5 separate regions of the Sus scrofa genome follow, and all the other regions are linked to region 2. A link is a contact called in public Hi-C, HiChIP or PLAC-seq and promoter capture Hi-C data. All regions are on one chromosome and are shown on one strand. The core of a region is the stretch at or near the end of the contact, and the rest is flanking DNA. Distances in the headings are between cores, read along the strand shown.

Region 1 (2,700 bases), core at 136-2,635, 220 kb before region 2:
TGCTTTGCTGAAGGAGCCAACGGCTCAGACCGGCCTGGCAAGGCCCCTCTGCTCCGTGGGGGGTGAGAAACAGAACTGGGGAGACTCGGAGGGGGACGCTAGGCCCAGAAGAGGGGTGCTTGGAACTGGAAACTTCGGTTTCTCTCATCCCCCTTCCTTTCTTTGCGACTGTCCCGGGGAGGTGCACCTGGAGCTAGCTGGCCTGAGGCTTGTGCGTGGGTGGAGCCGGAGGGAAGGGAGGTCTAGGTGCTGGGGAGGCCGCTCCTGGGAGGCGGGCGTGGGGGGACAGAGGTCGCTTCTCCTTGGCAGGGCTGAAGAAGAAACCCGAGTAGCTGCTGACGTCTAGCTGCCAAGGGGGAACAGCCTGCTGGGGCTCTGCGTTCTCTATCAGGCTCCGGAGAAGAAAAGTGCAAAGGGTGGGGTGAACAAGTGTGGGGTGAACACAGTCAGAGATAGAGTCAGGGGACAGGCCAGTGCCCAGGAAAACAGGCATTGTGCAGGAGGAGGCAGTACCAGGGTGAAGGGGCAGGTGGGAGGCAGAGGGGGTTCCCAGGAGGGAGTGCCCAGGAAGGGGACAGTGTGAGAACCAGCACCCTAGAGGAACGGGCAGTGTAAAGGAAGAGGTGGTATCCATAGGAGAGGACAATGCCGGGATGAAGGAGCACTTAGGAGAACGTGTCCAGAAGGTGAGCGCAGTGGTGGAGGAAAGGCCAGAACCGAGCCGAAGGGGCAGTACTGAGGAGAGCAGTGTGATGGGGTTAATACCATGCTGAAGGGGCGGTGCGAGGTAAGAAATCAGGGGTGGGGAGGGTGCAGTACCAGAGGAGGAGACAGTGCAGACTTCCCTCTTCCCCATGGTGACATCATGGCAAATTCCCAAAGTGGATATCACCGGGTCGGGTGACATCCAGCTGGGCCCAGCCGGCCTGGGCCAGCCCGGGATTCCTCAGTGCCAGCTAGAAGGACTGGGTACGGCACCCTACTTGGCCATCGCCCTGGGGGCGTGGTTCTGCTCCGCTAGCCCTTTGCGCGGACTGTGCCCTCGGCAGACCCGCGGACCGACAGGGTAGGGCTAGGGCCAGGATTCTCTGGGCCAAGGATCAAGGTCCCTGGCTGGGGTAGGCCCCCAAGCACTCCAGTCTTCCTAACCCGGCATCTGAAGAGGGCGCACTAGAGCCTCCGGAGAGAGCGGGACACCAAGCCACCCCCGGCTGGAGGTGGGACCTATCGTGTTCCCGCCCTGGGAGGAGTTATCTGGACGTGAGACCGCCCTAAACACTGAAGCCTCTCGGAAGCAATCGTTCGGGGCGGAAGTTAAGAAGCCCCGAGAGCTAGGCGGCGGAAGTAGCTGCGTTACTGCTGGTCTGTGCGCATGCGTCCTTCTATTTCTTTGCTGCCGCTCTTCAGGCGCTGCATTTTCCTCTCTCATTTTTCTCCACGCGGGGCCGTGCCCTGCTCCGTAGTCTTCGTCACGCGCTCAGCACCTCTGCTTCTCTCGTGGCCCCCTCACCATGGCGGGCATTCTGTTCGAGGATATTTTTGATGTGAAAGACATTGACCCAGAGGGCAAGAAGTTTGACCGAGGTGAGTAAGGTTTGTAGGGGCGGTTTGGGAGAAGCGGCTGATCTCAGGGACACGCCCCTGGGCCTCTTGTCCACACATTTCATGTGGTCTTCCCCTACCGGCAGGTCCTGACCTAGGGGCCTCTCTCAGGAAACGTTTTATAGATGAGAAAACGGAGACTTCGAGCTCTCCCTCGCTTCACACATGCTGTGCCCGGTGCCTGGGTGACCTTTCTTCATGGTGCTGGTAACCTCCTTGGCATCTTTTTAATCGCTGCCCACTCTGCTAGGCGCTGTGCTGTGCACTTTACACACATTGCCTTACTTATTCCTTTCGAGAGTCTCCACGAGGTAGGTGGTGTCTTACCCATCTTCTGAGAGGCTGAGCAACCCACCCAAGGCTGTACAGCAAATAATCCGACCTCAGGGCCTGTTGCCCTCAGAGTCTTAGCTCTTTGTGAAATCCTCTCTAAGAGTTGACTGCTTGGTATACACCTCCTTGTTCTGACGTTGATCAAGAATTATTTGTCCTTGGTGTCTCTTCCTTTGCTTAGAGACTGAGATATTCTTCAGAACAAACAGCAGGTGTTTGTTTGTTTGTTTGATTTTGTCTTTTTAGGGCCAGACGTAAGGACATATGGAGGTTCTCAGGCTAAGGGTCGAGTCAGAGCTACAGCTGCAGGCCCCACACCACAGCCACAGCAACGCCAGATCCAAGCCCCGTCTGAGACTTATACCACAGCTCACAGCAACACCAGATCCTTAATCCCCTGAGCTGATCCTTAACCCACAGAGTGAGGCCAGGGATTGAACCCCCATCCTCATGGATACTAATCAGGTTTGTTACCACTGAGCCACGGACAAGACCTCCCCAAACAGCAGTTCTTAATAATCTCCTTAGCACAGCGCCTGGCACGGAAAGGCAAAACCTTTGGATGACTGACTTGCCCCAGAGCAGGTTGTTTCTTAGTCACCCATGCAGGCCTAGAACGTGATATTATTTGTTGCCAGAGGACCTTTGATTCTTTTCTGGGCATTCTGTCCACCAGCCATAGTTTTCTGCCTCTTTGCTTGTATATGTGGTTCTTATTGAGCCTGTACTTCTATGAGAGCAGATGAGAGGCCATTGGATACAGAT
Region 2 (2,700 bases), core at 122-2,621:
GAGCACCATGACTGGGGGCAAGTGACTAAGACTTTCTGAGTGTCAGTTTTGTTTGTAAAATGAGGCTATAATAATATCTACCTCTCAATAAACAAGACCAGTTTTGTTTTTTCAGAGTGGTTATTGCACTTTGTAAATGTGTGTTGAACAAATGGGGTAGATGTCCATCTGCCCAATCCAGAAACCTGGAGGGTTCTCCTTAATGTCTCCACTTACCACATAACCTGGGAACCTCACAATCGCAAATCCCATGAACTCTGCCTCCTGAAATATCTTAGACCTGCCCACTTCTCTCCCTCTCCATGCCACCGCCCTGGTCCAAGCTACCATCTTCCTCTGACTGCCACACAGCTTCCTCTGTTCTCCCTGTTTCTACCCTTACCTCCTCCCATTCTTCCTTCCCAGAGCAGCCACGTTAATCTGACAAATAACGCCTCTGCTTCAGACCCCAGCTCTCAGGAAGGCCTTATGAATCTAAAAAACATTCCTCTGGTTCCCCATACCTACTTCCAAGCTTCCTTTTGGCGCCTCTCAGTCTCTAACTCTACACTTTAGATATTCTGGACTTCTTTCAGCTTCTGCCAATAAATATCAGTTTTTCTCACCCCTGGGACTTCACCAAAGTGTGTTTGCCCTGCCTGAAACTGCCATCCTGCCACCCAGGGCACATCCTTCACCTGCCACTCATCTTTCATATTTCGGCTTGAATGTCATTTCCTCAGGGCCAGGCACAGCCACCCCTCTCACATGTGCTCCAGCAACTCTGTCCTTCTTGCATAACAATACCTGTTAACACTCTGTTGTGATGATTTCATTCCTGCCACCAGTAAACTAGCTCCAAGAGAAAACCTGTGTCTTCTCCATTGCTGTATGGCCAGAAGTTACTGGACTCTTTGGCGCAAAGAATGATGAAATACATAGCTGAATGAATGAATGAATATATAAACAAGCGTGGGAAGTGTTGCTAGGACGCCCACTTGGTTGTACCTAAGCTGAGTTTAGTCAGGGTCTAAATGCTCCTGGAAAGACAGCCACATGAGGGCGCCCCCGGCTCGTTGTATGAGGATGGCACCCCTTCGGACTCAGGTTCGGGTACTAATCGCCACTGGGCAGCAGGAGGCGGGTTTCTCCCTCTGCTCCCTCTGATGGACAGTATCGCTCCGCCCAATCTAATTCATCTTTTCCCTGGCCCCGCCCACCCCAGGCCTCAGAGAGTCTGAGGGTGGGCGTGATTGAGGCGCCGCCAACTGAACTCCTGCAGAGTGCTCTCGAGGCCGAACCAACGCGCCTGGCGGTCCGTGAGTGGCGGCCAGCGGCTAGGGGCGGGACCTGGGCGGTGACAGGCAGGAGGCCGGCCCCGCCCCTCTCGCCCAGAGCGGCCGCGCCAGCGCTGGGGACAGCAGAAGTGAGTACGTGAGCGGCGCAGCAAGAACCCACCTCGGACCCCGGCCGGCGCGCGCACCCGGAGTCGCGGATCCGAGTCGGGCCCGCAGCAGACCGCTGGATTACAGTGCACACCGAACTGCCATCACTTGCGCCCTCCGCCCCGGCGGGTCTCTCCGAGTCCTCTGGCTCCGAGCTCTCCAAGCGCCCCGGATCCTCCTGGACCGGTCCGTCCAGATTCCCCCGGGACCGACCTGCTTGTATCCCCCAGCATCGCCCGGGTCAGGGTGCCGCCTCGGTCCCGGAGCCGCCCTCCTGGATCGCACCGTCTCCTTGTCTGGATCTCCTGGGACCGTGCGCAAGCTTACTTCGGAGCCCACCGAACGAACCTTTCCGCGTGTGTCCGCAGCCCCGCCGGCGCGGCCCGGCCCGGCGCGGCCCGGCTCGGCTCCCGGAGCCCGCCCTGGCCATGGCCCGAGCCCGCCCGCCGCCGCCGCAGCCGCCGGGACTCTTGCCGCTGCTCTCTCCGCTGCTGCTGCTGCTGCCGCTGCTGCTGCCCACCGGCTGTCGGGCGCTGGAAGGTGAGTGGCGTCGGGGGGCGAGTCCAGGGGTTAAGGTGTCCGGGGTCGCCGTAGCGTGGCCCGGGGAGGGGCCGCGGTGTGGGTTCGATGCGGGCCGGGCGCACGTCGGAAGAGGCTCGGTCACTCACGCCTTCTCCGGGAGCTGGAGGATGGGGTGGGGAGGACGCCCCCGGAGCCGCCTCGGAGGCTCCAGCAGCCTCTGAGGCCGGCGGTCCGCCAGGTTCGGGATCGCGGGCAGCTCGACTGGGGCGAGCGTCCCCGATAGTCGTGGCCGGGCTATGAGCTTTGTGAGAGGACCCCGCACTCACGGCAGAGGAGCTGGGGGCCCTTGGCGCCTCCCGGAGCCAAGGAAGTGTGGGCGACCCACCAGGAAAAGCGGGGGCTCTGAGGCTGGTGCGGGGCTGTGGCGGGTGGGGGCGAAGCGGGGCTCCCCAGGTTGGGGGTCGGCGTTGGTTAGGAACACGTTGGAGTTAACTGCGAGAGCGCGAGTGCCTGCACCCCGCTTTGTCAGGGGATGGCTGCGGGGGTGGAGAGGCGGGGGCCTGTTATTGTTTACGGTTTACCGAGCGCCAACTACACCAGAGGTGCTGTGTGCACGAACGTTGCACACTGCTCTGCGGCTCCCCCGCCGCCTTATAATGGGGCACCCCGCGTCTCCACTGAGCCCCTGAGATTGTCGGGTTTGTCCCGGGTAACGCGGGAGCCGGTGCCTTACCCTTAGCCGGTGGGGAAAGGC
Region 3 (2,700 bases), core at 184-2,683, 140 kb after region 2:
ACAAAATCCTACAGGAAAAAGTATACGAATCTCATTTACAAACATCAATTTAACAGTATATTAAATGTAACAAAACTTAGCAAGATACAAAACCTAAATCCTAGTTACATAAATACAACCGCTACAGAAAACACGACCCTCCCCCCACCTATTCTACTTAGACTCAGTAGTTTTTGTGCCCAACTCCACCCACCCCCTCAGCCCCCCCCCCTCCGGCTGGCCACTCTTCCAATAGCCCTCACCAGCGGTGATTGCCGGCCCTAGCATTGGCTCTGGCCCTAGCCCTAGGCCTAATACTGGCCTCAGCTCTGGCTCTGTCAGCCTCGTCTGCCAGGGCCTCACGGTACAGCACTGGCCAGTGTTGGGGTTCTTTCTTATGGAGCTTGGCCACGAACCCCAGGACTTTCATCTTGCTGGTTTCCAGGTTGCTTCGGGGACCCCAAGAGAATTCACATTCCGGTGGGTTGGTGTGAGGCACACGCCTGTAATTGAGGTATCTCAGCTGCACGAAATCTTCCATAATAAGCCTCTTCGGGTACCCAAAGAGGAAGTGATATTTTGAGGGACGCACCCCCAACCGACGCAGCATCTCCCAGACCTGTGCCTCCCTGGCGCTATTACCTTTCATGTAGATAAGGCCCAAGATCATCATTAAGAGACCCAGTCTGGGGCCATCTCCTCCCAGATCCTCCTCCTTATCCTCAGGAGGTTTTAGTTTGTTCATCAGGATGTAAGTGTGGTGCTTGCGGTCAAGCTGTTTCAGCTCGAAACCAAAGACATACCGCAGATGCTCTGCGGCCCTTGCGATGATCTCGGGGAACAGATCCTTCAAGTCTCCGATAACATACTTCACCATCTCCGAGCGAGTGATGGGACTCTTCTTCTTGTCCTTCACCAGCAGAAACTGCACCAACTCGGCCACCGTCCGATCCAGACGGCGGCAAGCCCGGCGCCGGGCCAAAGTTTTGGCTGCCAAGGCCCTCGCACCTTTCGGGGTGAGGGCGGGCTCCGCAGCCCCTTCCTCCTTTACTGCGTCAAGGTCCTCCTCTGGGCTCTCTTGCAGGAGGGGGCTCGGGGCCTCCTCCTGCGAGACGGTCAGGGCCTGGGTCTCACCGTCATGGCTGCCATCCATCTCCCCCTCGACTTGAGGGACGGGGAGAACCCCGCTCTCGGGTTTCTGCAACATGTTTTTGCGCAGGCAGGTGCAAAGCGCGTACTCGGGCCGAGGGATGTGCAAGCCGCTGCGCAAACCCTGGCGGAAGGGTTGGACAGCGGCTGGGGCGCCTGGAGTAGGACTAGGAGAGATGACACAGGGGTTTCTGTGGCTGCTAGGCGGTACCGCACACGGCTCGGGACGGTCGCCGCAACGCCGCCGGCGCTCAAGACCTGCGCCGCCGCCGCCGCGCAGCCTCAGTGCGCGCCCGCCGCTGGATCGCCGTAACACTTCCGGCCAACTCAGCCAAGATGGCGGCCCGGAGGCCGGCGAAGCCCCTCCTTTTCCGGCTACCGCTGGGTTGGAGGTGCGCACCGGCTTTCCGGGATGCTTGGGCTGTGGAAGAGTGTAGTTTGCGCAGCTTTTTAAGACTGCAAAGCTGGAGGAGGATAACCAGGAATTTCTCAAGGTTTCAGTGTGCAAGAATGGAGTAGGATGGAGTTCTAGCCACGTCCTTTCAGCAGGCGCTTGATTCTAAGTGTGTGTACCTAAGATTTTGAGTAATTTACTGTGGTTCAAATGCGGAATGTAAGGAGATGAAGGCTGGGAGATAAGGCTGTGCGGGACGGTGCAGGGCCTTGAACAGGATGCTAGGCAGATTGAAATCTTTTCTGAGGACGATGGGAATATGCAACAGGAAGATTAAACAAAGGAGTGCCCAGACCAGATCTGTTATCTTTCCAGTCTCTCTGGGTGGCAGTGTAGAGAATGGATTGGAGTAGGGCTGACCAAAAACTGGGAATCCAGCTTGAAGTATTGGAGTATTATTTCATAGTGCAGAATAGGAACTAAGACGTGGCCTATCTTGTTCATTGGTGTATCAGTGCCTGGCACATAGAGGCACTCCATAAATATCGTAGAATGGATGACGAGGGAGTAAGGATAGTAGATTCTACAGGGGTGAAAGGAAGATGATAAACGATATATTGAAGTATAGCTGGCAGAAATAGTGACAGATTGGAGGAAAGGGGAGGTTTTTTAAAAAATGTAATCAAACTTAACTACTCCCATTACTTTTTCTTTTTGCCTACTCTACTCTGAGCTTTCTCCTAGTGTCTCTCCTCCCTCTCTCCCTCCCTCTCCAACTCCTCCTCTCCCTTTTCTCTCATTTCCTCCCTTCCCCCTCCCTTTTCCCTCCTTTCATCCCAGTCTCCCCTCTCCCTTCCTCCTCCCTCCTTCCCCTTCTCCTCCTCCTTTCCCTTCCCCTGCTTCTCTTCTCACCCTTCCCCTCATTTCTAGGATCAGCTTAAATTTCTCCTTTCCAAAGCCTTCCTTAGTCTCTGTGCATGGAAGTTATTTACTCCTATATCTGAATCACCGTAGAAATTTGTATTTGTTTAACACCCACTCATATACACCTTATTGTGCTCCAGGCTCTGTTCTAACCATCGTTCCAATATTAATTTATTTAATTCTCATTAAAGTAAGTACTCTTAGCACTATCCTCGTTTTATAGATATGTCTGTCCTATGAAATTTGCTATTTAC
Region 4 (2,700 bases), core at 87-2,586, 230 kb after region 2:
TCAAACTTACAAGCTTTTGCATAGCAAAGGAAATCAAACAAAAGAAGAAGACAACACACAGAGTGGGAGAAAATAATTACAAACAAAGTTACTGACAAGGGCTTAATTTCCAAAATATACAAACAGCTCATACAACTCAACAATAACAACAACAACAACAACAAAGACAAAACCCAAAGAATGGACAGAAGACATAAATAGGCATTTCACCAAAGAAGACATACAGATAGACAACAGGCACATGAAGAGATGCTCATCATCACTAATTACCAGAAAAATGCAGATCAAAACTACAATGACATATCACCTTACACCAATCAGGATGGCCATGATTAATAAGTCTATAAATAACAAATGCTGGAAGAAAGGGAACCCTCCTACACTGTGGGAATGCAAATTGGTGCAGCCATTATGGAGGACAATATGGTTCACTGAAAAACTAAAAATAGGGTGGCCATATAATTCAGCAGTCCCACTCCTTGGCATATCTCCAGAGAAAACTCTAATTCAAAAAGATACATGCACCTCAATGTTCATAGCAGCATTATTTACAATAACCAAGACATAGAAGCAACCTAAATGTCCATTGACGGATGAATGGATAAGGAAGGTGTGGTATATATTCAGATGGAAATACTACTCGGTCATAAAAAGAATAAAACAATGTCATTTGCAGCAACATATAAAGACCTACAGATTATCACACTAAATCAGAAAGAGAATGACAAATACCATATTGTATCACTATTATGTGGAATCTAAAATATGACACAAATGAACTTACTTATGAAACAGAAAAAGACTCACAGATATGGAAAACAAACTTACAGTTACCAAAGGAGGAAGGGTGGGGGATGGTTAAGAGTTTGGGATTAGCAGATATAAAATACTACATATAAAATAAATAACAAGGTTCTAGAGTATAGCACAGGGAACTATTTCAATATCCTGTAATAAACCGTAAAGGAAAAGAATATGAACAGATATGTATAACTGAGTCATTTTTTGCTTTACACCAGAAAATAATACATTATAAATCAACTATACCTCAATAAAAAAATTAAAAATTACTGGTTGTAAACTCCAAAAGCCTGGGAATCAACTACCATTTCTTGGGCTGGCTGAAGATAGGTTCACTTTCTTAAAGCCTAGATAAATTCACCCACACCGGGCTGGAGGAGGGTTTTTCTTCTCATCTCAAGGACTAGTATTTATTGGCCTGCGCTCCTCCTCGGAAGTTTCCACTCTCCTGTTCCCAAAGGTGTTAATTACCTTTAGGGGACGTTGTGTCTCTGGCCCTTTAAATGGGGCGTGGCGTTAGAGGGACAGACCGCCCAGAAGAGACCGGGGTGAGAAGATGAAAGCGGAAGCGTGGCCACTGAGTAGATACTGCGCATGCGTGAGGCTAGAGCAGGGGGCGGGGTCACGCGGGCCCGGGTCCTGGGCTGGGACCTCCAGAGCTCAGGTAACGATTCTCCCGAGAGCTGGCCGGCCGGGTGGGGATAGTGGACGGGGGCCGTACCCGGGGAGGGAGGATAGCGTGCGCCGGGTTTCTGAGCTTCAGCCTTGGGTACACGGGACAGTGGCACGGCCTAGGATCGGCTAACTGGACCGAGGCCCACCGGCCAGCGGGATTGACTCTGGGGCCGAGGGGCGTGACCTGTGTTTGGCCTGCAGCTGGGTTAGACAGTTTCCACTTGTTGGTTTTAAACGAGTGTGAGGCTGAGGTGCAGGTTTACCTTCTCCACCTAATTGTGAGACGTGGAGGGGGGTGATCAATCCCCTCCTCCAGACGAACAGGTGTGCAGCCTGCCTTTGGGGCTTGGGCGCAGGTAAAGGCTTCTCCATCCTTGGAGGAAAGGGGTGAGTGTGCTCCCCGAGTGTGAGGCGGAGGCTTAGACGGAGTGTACACCTCTTTGAATTGCTGCGCACCTGTGAGGTTCATTCCAGTTTCTCTCTGCTTGTAAGGTGTTCCCCAGAGCGAGGGCAGCAGGGAACACGTGGGTAGCTAACGTTCCAGGCCAATCCTGTATCCTGGTTAGTTCTCCAAGTGTGGTACCTGGAGAAGAGGGGAAACGGAGCTGCCTAAATGTTAGAGTGTGCTTCAGAGGAGGGTGGGTGGTATGAAGTAGTGTCAGTGAGATAGGTTCCAACCCCCCCGGGGTTATTAGGCACGGCTGGCTAGCCTTCTCCAAACCTGCATGCCTCCTTCATACCCTCCTGATATTAGGCTGAGACTAGAATAGTCAGGAAGGCTGTGTCCTCTACCACGCTGTCCCTCCACCTTCCCCCAAACAAAACAAACAGGGATGTTAACATGTGGTGCCAATCTTACTCCATATGTCTGCAATTAAATAATTACATATCAGGTGTGTGTTTGAAGTGTAGCTAATATAAATGGGAATGGAGGATCTACATGCTTGTTTAAGAGTTGGGTTTGCTCATGATTAAATTTAAGAAGAGTAGATACTGAGATGCAGAATAAAGATAAATGAGAAAAAAAATTTCTGGTTGGAGAAACATAGTTATATGTGAGAAAATTTTTTTCCAGAGCTCAAGCGAATAGCATATTGATTATCCTTTATACATTCCTCTGTACATGGATCAGGATCAGCAGAAGGATGTTTTCCATCTTCCAGAATTTTGGGGAAACTTAGTGATTTTTAGCTGTATCCAGTCCTTTTATAGACATTTCAGCTG
Region 5 (2,700 bases), core at 144-2,643, 180 kb after region 2:
TTCAAGAACATTACTATCCAGATTTTTTTTTCCTTTATAGGGCCGCACCCATGGCACATGGAGGATCCCGGGTTAGGGGTGTGATCGGAGCTATAGCTGCTGGCCTACACCACAGCCACAGCAACACGGGATCTGAGCCACATCTGTGACCTACACCACAGCTCACAGTAAGGCTGGATCCTTAATCCACTGAACAAGGCCAGGCATCGAACCTGCATCCTCATGGATGCTAGTCATTCGTTTCCCCTGAGCAACAAGGGGAACTCCTCTATCCAGCTTTGGAACTTTGGGTCTGGAGGGAACTTGCATCCTGGGAGCCCCCTAAGACTTCTCTCATGGCCACTACAGAGCAGCCACTAGCCAGCCTCTCCCTCCCACCCCCCGACTCCAGCCCCGGGTGGGAAATCATCTTAAAACATACCCTGAAAAGGTCCTCTCACACCACCTTGGTACAATGCCTTATAGTCACCAAGCGTTCTCGAATCCTTGGCCCATGGGACCCTCCTCATAGCATCCCAGAAGTTCTGAGACCTGTTTTTCAGATGAGGAAAATGAAGTTACGTGGTGGGTGAATCATGCTGGCCCCACAGTTAGATTTCTAGGCATGGGATCAGAAGGTAGTCTGGGAGGGGAGGGGTCGGGATCTGGGTCAGTGCAGCTGAGGAGATGGAATTGGAGGGATGAGTGATCTCAGTTCCTCCACATCCAGAAAGTTCCTCCTTGAATCACCTGCTCTTCCCTGACCAAGACACCAGCAGCTTCCCCTCTGAGTGGTGGTGAATCAGCTCCAAGATGCTCCCAGGCTGGCCCTCCTCCTGACTTTCATAGGATCTGACTCAAGGTCCGTTTCAGGTAGGCAGTATCTGTGGAGCCTTCTGGTGTTAAGACCCACATCTAAGCAAAGGGAGGCCTTTGAGAAATAGTTAAGAAAATGGACACCACGAAAAGCATTTGTGCTCCTTGGGGAGAAGATATACAGGTGACCGCAGCGGTGGTGGCGGCAGGTCACAGTTACCTAATGGCATCACCACAACAGCCTGCGTTGCTTTAGCCCCACTTCCAAAGAGCTTAAGCACCTTCAAGTTTATTAGACTATTTGATCTTATAAAAGTTCCACAAGTGGATGGCGATAGTTCTTATAACCATTTTATGGAGGAGAAGACTGAGGCGTAGAAAGGAGTGAAGCGATGTGCCCAAGGCCTTCCAGCAAGGGAGTGGGGCAGTGGGACTGGGTCTGTCCTGTTTCTGGATGTTTCTCTAGGTATTGTGTGCCTGGGACTCCATTTTGGTGTCTACATTCCTACAAGGAAAGGTGTGGACAGAGGAGGTGACTGGCAGAAGGCTCAGAGAATTTTCCTGCTCGAGGTCGCTGAGAGACAATGAGTCAGGCTCCCGTATATTGAGGTCAGTTTCCTCTTTCACTTCCCCAAACAATTGCTGAGGAGTGAGCTCACTTGGTGCTTATTCTCAGATGAGAAGCTGAGGTATTTGCACGGTTGCCCCTGAAGGGTTTGATAGTAGCTGTGAGCTGTGGAAGAAGGCAGCACTCTTGGCCTGGGACTCCTGCCCTCCTGCCCCAGCTGTGCCCCAGCCAGGTGTGGGGTCCTCTCTAGCTCTGTCTGTTACCACAGCATCTACACTGGTTTCCTGACCCCTAGTATGCTTCCCATTCAATCCCCTCCGTGACTGATCTTCCTAGAGCTCTCCCCTGATCTCAAAAATTGTCCATGGAGGAGCTCCCACTGTTGCTCAGTGGTAACAGATCCAACTAGTATCCAGGAGGATGTGGGTTGAATCCCTGGCCTCCCTCAGTGGGTTAAGGATCCGGCATTGCCGTGAGCTGTGGTATCGGTCACAGATACAGCTCAGATCCCATGTGGATGTGGCTGTGGCTGTGGTACAGGCCGGCAGCTGTAGCTCCGATTCAATCCCTAGCCTGGGAACTTCCATGGGCCACACATGTGGCCCTAGAAAGCAAAAAACAAACAAACAAAAACCCCCCATAAGATGGACAACCTATCAAAGCCAGAGTCCCATTCCTTCCAGTTTCTGCTTGGCCTTCAATGCCCCACCTAACCAGGTCCTAAACTGTCTTCCCAGCCTTGGCTCCTCCACCTCATCCTCCTCTACAAAACCCTGTCCTCAGCCAAGACTACGGGACTTGTCTAGACCTGCTTTGTGTTTTCCCAACTCCACTCTGTGATTATTCCCTTGTTCTGGAAAGCCACTCCCACCCTCTTTGTTGGATTTCTATCCATCCTTCAAAACCTAGGACAGATGTGGTCTCTTTTGTGAGGCCCTCCGTGGTTACACCACCAGGAAGTGATCTCTCCCTCCCCGGATGTCTCACTGGGCACACGGGGCTCCACATAAGCAGTTCTCTGTGTGTTATGGTGACAGTATACAGCCTTGGATGTTTGTGAAACTTCAGAGATTGCAGAATTCTGCAACACCGCGTGTGAGTCTGTGTGTGTGTGTGCGTGTGTGTGTGTGCATGTGTGTTGGTGTAAGATGTGAGCACAGCTATATAGAACACCTGAACACAAGAAGCGATTGGACACTTCCTGGATTTGGAATGTGTCAATCACTTCTGCTCAGCCAAGGAACGGAGAGCCAGATGTGTCACTCAGAACCCTCACTATAAAATCCATAAACACTTAGAGGGAGAAAGTGAACAGTAGGTATTGATCACTCTATACT

Evidence for each region. Promoter capture Hi-C pulls out the DNA fragments that hold promoters and counts their contacts. Hi-C and Micro-C count contacts between places; a contact is called where the count stands out from the background. HiChIP or PLAC-seq counts read pairs in DNA pulled down with a chosen protein or histone mark.
Region 1: a contact with region 2 is called in a promoter capture Hi-C map of fetal skeletal muscle, with 2.3 times the contacts expected there. The contact joins the promoter of POLR2H here to the promoter of EPHB3 in region 2. A contact is called at or near these places in 3 of 5 promoter capture datasets (fetal liver, fetal skeletal muscle and liver), 20 of 47 Hi-C or Micro-C datasets (alveolar macrophages, brain, embryonic fibroblasts and 12 more) and 2 of 2 datasets of contacts at active chromatin or transcription factors (alveolar macrophages and skeletal muscle).
Region 3: an H3K27ac HiChIP or PLAC-seq map of skeletal muscle shows a contact between it and region 2, with 7 times the contacts expected there. The contact joins the promoter of MAGEF1 here to the promoter of EPHB3 in region 2. A contact is called at or near these places in 2 of 5 promoter capture datasets (fetal liver and liver), 16 of 47 Hi-C or Micro-C datasets (alveolar macrophages, brain, embryonic fibroblasts and 11 more) and 1 of 2 datasets of contacts at active chromatin or transcription factors (skeletal muscle).
Region 4: an H3K27ac HiChIP or PLAC-seq map of skeletal muscle shows a contact between it and region 2. The contact joins the promoter of VPS8 here to the promoter of EPHB3 in region 2. A contact is called at or near these places in 4 of 47 Hi-C or Micro-C datasets (embryonic fibroblasts, epiblast stem cells, fibroblasts and 1 more) and 2 of 2 datasets of contacts at active chromatin or transcription factors (alveolar macrophages and skeletal muscle).
Region 5: a Hi-C map of alveolar macrophages shows a contact between it and region 2, with 3 times the contacts expected there. The contact joins the enhancer-like site here to the promoter of EPHB3 in region 2. A contact is called at or near these places in 5 of 5 promoter capture datasets (fetal liver, fetal skeletal muscle, liver and 1 more), 29 of 47 Hi-C or Micro-C datasets (adipose tissue, alveolar macrophages, blood and 16 more) and 2 of 2 datasets of contacts at active chromatin or transcription factors (alveolar macrophages and skeletal muscle).

The regions. Positions count from the first base shown.
Region 1 is chr13:122,250,244-122,252,943 of Sscrofa11.1, forward strand. It overlaps POLR2H (RNA polymerase II subunit H), which reads left to right and starts at 1,386. Exons shown (of 5, transcript NM_001243341.1): 1 at 1,386-1,584. The coding sequence starts at 1,512.
Region 2 is chr13:122,466,190-122,468,889 of Sscrofa11.1, forward strand. It overlaps EPHB3 (ephrin type-B receptor 3), which reads left to right and starts at 1,372. Exons shown (of 16, transcript XM_003358733.5): 1 at 1,372-1,964. The coding sequence starts at 1,853.
Region 3 is chr13:122,601,267-122,603,966 of Sscrofa11.1, forward strand. MAGEF1 (melanoma-associated antigen F1) reads right to left here and starts at 1,434. Exons shown (of 1, transcript XM_003483283.4): 1 at 1-1,434. The coding sequence starts at 1,186. The coding sequence ends at 239. All of the region lies in intron 2 of LOC110256376 (a long non-coding RNA gene), which reads left to right.
Region 4 is chr13:122,692,353-122,695,052 of Sscrofa11.1, forward strand. VPS8 (vacuolar protein sorting-associated protein 8 homolog) reads left to right here and starts at 1,337. Exons shown (of 48, transcript XM_021069973.1): 1 at 1,337-1,465.
Region 5 is chr13:122,650,393-122,653,092 of Sscrofa11.1, forward strand. All of the region lies in intron 3 of LOC110256376 (a long non-coding RNA gene), which reads left to right. Among named protein-coding and RNA genes, the nearest start is that of VPS8, 42 kb to the right of the region's middle. Within about 2 kb of position 1,394, at least 2 of the 83 cell types and tissues checked have an H3K27ac peak or open chromatin away from gene starts, as enhancers often do. A contact at or near this core is called in alveolar macrophages, where this site is marked.